2 separate regions of the Sus scrofa genome follow, and region 1 is linked to region 2. The links are chromatin contacts, called in public HiChIP or PLAC-seq maps. All regions are on one chromosome and are shown on one strand. Each heading gives the region's core, a stretch centred on a gene start, on an enhancer-like site or on the middle of the called end of the contact. The rest is flanking DNA. Distances are from core to core; before and after follow the strand shown.

What was found. HiChIP or PLAC-seq counts read pairs in DNA pulled down with a chosen protein or histone mark.
Region 1: a contact with region 2 is called in an H3K27ac HiChIP or PLAC-seq map of skeletal muscle. The contact joins the promoter of TNRC6B here to the enhancer-like site in region 2. A contact is called at or near these places in 3 of 5 promoter capture datasets (fetal liver, fetal skeletal muscle and liver), 3 of 47 Hi-C or Micro-C datasets (embryonic fibroblasts, heart right ventricle and skeletal muscle) and 2 of 2 datasets of contacts at active chromatin or transcription factors (alveolar macrophages and skeletal muscle).

What each region holds. Positions count from the first base shown.
Region 1 is chr5:8,309,719-8,312,418 of Sscrofa11.1, reverse strand. TNRC6B (trinucleotide repeat-containing gene 6B protein) reads left to right here and starts at 1,355. Exons shown (of 26, transcript XM_021092847.1): 1 at 1,355-1,381. The coding sequence starts at 1,370. LOC102162756 (a long non-coding RNA gene) reads right to left here and starts at 454. Exons shown (of 2, transcript XR_001305237.2): 1 at 228-454.
Region 2 is chr5:8,105,303-8,108,002 of Sscrofa11.1, reverse strand. It overlaps TNRC6B (trinucleotide repeat-containing gene 6B protein), which reads left to right. Exons shown (of 26, transcript XM_021092847.1): 11 at 1,027-1,098; 12 at 1,968-2,013. Among named protein-coding and RNA genes, the nearest start is that of MIR7134, 55 kb to the left of the region's middle. Within about 2 kb of position 1,377, at least 3 of the 83 cell types and tissues checked have an H3K27ac peak or open chromatin away from gene starts, as enhancers often do. A contact at or near this core is called in fetal skeletal muscle and skeletal muscle, where this site is marked.

The DNA of each region.
Region 1 (2,700 bases), core at 106-2,605, 200 kb before region 2:
AGCTTAGGTTCTGAATGAAATGTTTTGACGATGTTGGGTTGGCTGATGGGTACAATTCTAGGCTAAGGTAAAGGCACTAAAAGCGAAAAGAGCTAAGGCAATGGAGTCAAACAGACCTGGGACCAAATGCCGGTCTACTACTTCCCACCTAGGTGACCTTGGGCAAATATCCCAGCCGCTCTGGAGCCCTGGTTTCCTATCGGTAAAATTTAGAATATAAAACTCACGGGTTTAACCAATAGTCCCTGTAAAGATCTCTGCATAGTTGGCACAAAGTAGGCACGCAATAAATAGCAGTCGTTATTACAGTCAACTACAGGCCAAACGACCAGAGTCATCTAAACTCCCTAGCAAACAACCGTAGCAAAACGAATCCAGATCTGACCGACGCGCCTTTTAGCCCAATAAGGTACCAGGAAAGAACTCGGTGGAGACAAACCAATGGCACTAGCTCTTGTTGTTGGACGGGCTCTCTTGCCGTCCCACCAATAGTTTGAGGATTTGACCAGGGAGTGACATTCCAACAGTCCAATGACGTACAACCAGCCCACACTCAGCACTTCGGAGGGGATAAATCAAGGAGCCGGGACGTATAGATTCCGTTATTAGGCAGTAGTGGATAGAGAGAGGACCTTAGGGGAAACAGCGCGAGGCCGAGGCACTAATGAGCAAATAAAAGAAAAAAGGCGATGGTTGCGCCAAGTGAGCTCGGCCGCCATCATGCTCTAGTTTCCCCTTCGCCTCTCCCAGTCCGCAACGGAGGAAGCGGCCTCTGGGATGCTGAGGGGGTGTGTCCCCTAATGATTGGCGCAGGCAGCGTAGCCAATCCTAGCTCGTCAAACGGAACGCACTTAACCAATGAGGGGCGACGGCAGCGGCGAGGAATTGGAGGGGCGGAACAGCAGCTTGACGGGCATAGAAGGCAGCCAGTGACGGCCGGCAGCATCCTTCCTGCGGCCAATGGAATGGGGCTCTGGGCGGGCCCCCGAGTGTTTGTGTTGTGGTTTTGGGGGAGGGAGGCGGAGGGGAAAGTTTGTTTATTTTGTTTTTAGTTTCTGGGGTCCCCGTGTTTCTCGGAGGTGAAGCGGGAGGGAGTGACTCCCCCCCGAGCCCCTCAGTCTCCCTACTACGTCGCCTCCATAGCCTGCGGAGAAGCGGGGACCGCGCGCCTCGCAGCGCATCGCCTCACAGCGGAACGCCGCGCACTCGGAGCGGGCACGGCTCGGCGGTGAGTGAGGACCGACGGCCACTGCTGTCCTTCCCCTCCCCCGCTCACCGCCCAGTCAGAGTCGGGCGGCCGGGTGGGTGAGGACGCCCGCGGGAGCGCGCCGCGCGGGGCCGGCCTGTCAAGCTGAGGCGCAGCGTGTGCATGTCCTCGCGAGTGAGCGCGCGCGGCGGGGAGAGGGCCGGGAGGGGCGTGAGCGCGCGCGCGGGGCAGGCGGGGGCGGCGGCGTTGGGCGCGCGCTCCGTGGGGCGGGCGTCTGGTGGGTTTGACCCCAGGGCGGGGAGGGACGCGGTCGACGTCCGCGCGCGGGGAAGGGGCGCTGGGAATGGAAGGGCCGGGCGGGCGCGCACGCGCGGCTCTGGGCGTCACGCGCCGGCAGGTGTGAGCTGGGGGAGGGCTTCCGGGTGGGCTGGTCGATCGAGTTCGCTTCTCGTCGCCGGGGGACCTCGGGGCGGGGAGGGGTCCCGGTAGTGGCAAAGAGCCGAGGCCCGCGGAGGCGCGTCGGGGCCCCTGCCAGGCAGTGGCAGAGGGAGGCGGCAGGCCTCAGCCTCTCGGTCCCCACCTGTGTGCAAGACCTGCGTGACGGAGCGAATGCGTTCCCCTGCTCATCCCGGACCGGGGGATCCCGCCCCCATCCCTCACCCCAGAGCCCTGAGTGTGGCCACCTTCCAGAGGCGATTCACTCTCCACGGGGAAAGGAGGGGACTGGCAGAGGACGTTCAGCCCGAGGTGTTTTCTGCTGTCCCCTGGTCCTGCGCCCTGTGGCTTCAAACTAGCCGGTTTCCACAGTGGGCTTAAATACACTGTAGAGGCTGAAGACAGCCAGTAGCCTCTAGTCGGGCACTTTAAGGACCAACCTATCCTCATATCTTTGAGCACAGAATACTATCTGGGTCTTTTCAGGCTCCTTGCTTTCTCATGTATCTTTGTATCTTTTGGCTGTTTTATTACTTTTTAGCATCTGCGCTAGAGATTGAGTGAGAGATAAGGTGAATTTCAAGTTGCTCCTTTGTATTGCAGTATAAGCAGCATCATACAACAGAATTGGCCAGAGATGTTTCTCCATAGTAAGTGAATAAAATGTCATTAATTTTGCCCCCCCCCAGCAGTTAAGCAAACAAATGTTTTGATACCTCATATCTTGTATTTTGTGAAAGTTTAACAATAGAAGCTATTTACTTCTTACTTGCAGGGAATTTCAGTAGAATGATAGTTTCCTATTGATTTGGAGAAGCATCTTGGCTTTGAAACTTTGTTTATTCTTTTGGTGATGTTATGTAAATGTCTGTTAAAAAGCAGAACTTACAGCACCTTGGCACCTCTACAGTGTGCAGTATCCTTGTAGGTAGGTAGTGGAGATGTGAATGTAGTAGGTTGCTACGCTAAGGCTAGAATCCGGAGTACAAATCAGACCGGCTTGTTTCACGTGGGATGCAGTGATGATGATAATGATGGCTTTATAGTTTCTTAGTTCT
Region 2 (2,700 bases), core at 128-2,627:
TTGCTGTGGCTGTGGCCGTGGCGTAGGCCAGCAGCTACAGCTCCCATTTGACTCCTAGCCTGGGAACTTCCATATGCCGTAGGTGCGGCCGTAAAAAGACAAAAACAAAAAAACAAAAACAAAAACCCCAAAAACTCATGTTGCAGAACTGAAACTCTCTACCCATGAAAGAATAACTACCACTTTTCCCCCTCGCTCCCGTGATGGTTTCGTTTTGTTTTGCTTTTAACCTTTAAACCTGCAAATGAACTTAAATACCTTAGCACTTTGAAGAATAATAAAATCAATGTAACCAATATCATCAGAACACAAGCAGAATTTTTACCTGGAAAATGCACACATGCACACAGCCCCATCACCTTGTGCCCCCACCGGGTCCCCGTCGTAGTTCCACCTGCCTTCTCCATAGAAATAAAAGTGGAGCTGATGACAGTGTCTTGTTCAGGGGAGAAACTAGTTTGTCTCATTAAGAAATAAACAGAACCTTACGTCTGCCTTACTTTGCAGTGAGCTCGGTGATGCTGTCTTATGCTAGGCTTCTTTCCCATAGGGGACCCGTGTCCTTTACACTGGGAAACGGCAGATGAACGTGCTCACACAGAGAATAATGACCCGTTTAAATAGGCTCCTTTCCAAATAACATGCACTAGCATCCATCTCTTTCTCTTTACTCCTAATATAAACCGGCTTGGGTTACAAGGAAGTACCAAGAGGGAAGGTACTAACATGCAAACATTGGATTTTCCAAAATCTGATCTTCTGTTTCTAGGGTAAAAGCACTGGCTGGGCATATACACATACCGTTACTTCTAAATCAGTGCAACAAAGAAAGTAATGAAAACAGATGTAACTACAGCATATTACTTTTTTAGACTATCAGATAACATATCAAAATATCATTAAAGAGGAAGCGTTAGGGTTCACAAAGGTAAATGCTTGGTTTTACATTTTCAATCAGTACTTGTACGGCTCAGCTGACATAAAGTAAATTACTTGGTTCTGAGGTTACTTCTGTCCTTTCTGCAGAACTCACTAAAAGGAGGAAACGATTCATGGATGAATCCTCTTGCCAAACAGTTTTCGAATATGGGATTGCTGGTGAGTTTTATGTTTTCGTATGTGTCATGTGTCCCAACTCTTACATTTACTGCAGATAGTAGGACCACTGCCACATGTAATAGAAAATGATAGATTTAGAAACTGGTTAAGCAGTTAGAAGGCAGAAGCCAGCCCGTGTTCCTGATTTGGATTTGGCAATACTTGTTCTCTATTCTCTTCTTTTTTTTCTTAATGAAATACTCCAGTATTTAAAGGTTACAGCTCTTAAATTTGTAGTCCTTTTCCTTAGGCAGTTAGGGAAGAAAGGGCCAAGTACTTAGCATTTGTATAATTTTTGCTGACGATTGTACCCGTTTTAATATGATAATGTTAAAGACAGCAACAGCAGAATAACCAGGGCGGCTCTTTGTGATTAATTATATAGGCAGTTCTTGTGGGATTTCTAATTTTCTGGTCTCTTGGGAACATTATGGGGGCACCCCGTCCCTGGTGCCAAGAGACAAATGACTTGGCTGCACAGCTCCAGATTTGATGACTTGACAAGTCACGAGAAGAAGTTGTCATCCCTTGGCTGCCACTCCTGGAATTTGATCCCGAGCCGACTGGAACTTGAGGACGGGGTTTATTTCTCCAAGCAGCTGTTTAGTTATTGCCCTGTCTGTAGATGTACTGAAGCTAACTTGATGTGAAAATTGAATTTAGGAATGTGAGCACCAGCAACAGTCAAAACTAGTTATATGAAAAATGTTCACATCTTCCTTCCAGTTTAAGGCTCATTTCAAAGGACCTCGTTTAGCACTAGTAGTAGAGGAAGGTGTGGCTCACTCGTGAGTTAATGCCATTTCTTCTCTGTTTCAAACTCTTAATTCGAGCCTTTAATCTTCCCTCATGTTCTTTATTATTTTCAGAGTCAAACTGAAGATAATCCAAGCAGCAAAATGGATTTGTCTGTAGGTGTGTATCACTCCGCAAGTACCAGTGAATCTGTTGTTCACGGCCCTGTTGGGATCCCCTGCTCATGTTGAGTTGGGGTGGGTGCAGTTCTGTAGACGCGGATTCCACACTCACTGTGGAAGGGAAGGTACCATGCTGGACACGAGGTAGGGGCTGAAAACTCCAGAGAGTGCAAGAGCCACGAAAGTGCTGTGAGTGAGTGCTGTGTGCCAGACACACCAAATGGAGACTGAGGGGCCACCGGCACACTGTGGAGAACGTGTAACCACAAGAGAGGCGTCGGCCTTTGCTCAGCTGGGCCAGCTCCTCCAACATGTTCAAGAGACGCCAGAAATTCAGATCCATGTTGACATCATGATTTTTAAATACTAGAAGCTAATTCAGATGTTTAAAAATTGCTGTGAGGCCGAGATATGTCCCTGGCCCTGCCAGATCAGCCCTCAGGTTGTCCCATCCTGTCTGCACCGGGATGTGTCGTCATTGACCAGGTCCCCATGGCGAGCAGAGCAGATGCAGATCTGCACAGTGATGCTGTTGTTCCCCCCGGAGGAACGGAGAGAGTCAAGCCAGGAAGCAGAGAGGACGATCCTGGGAGAGAAGGGGAACTGCCTCTGATCTGTGATCCTCTTAAATATGAGAATAACTGAAAAATGAGCTTTGTGTCAGTACATAGTAGCAGATTTATGG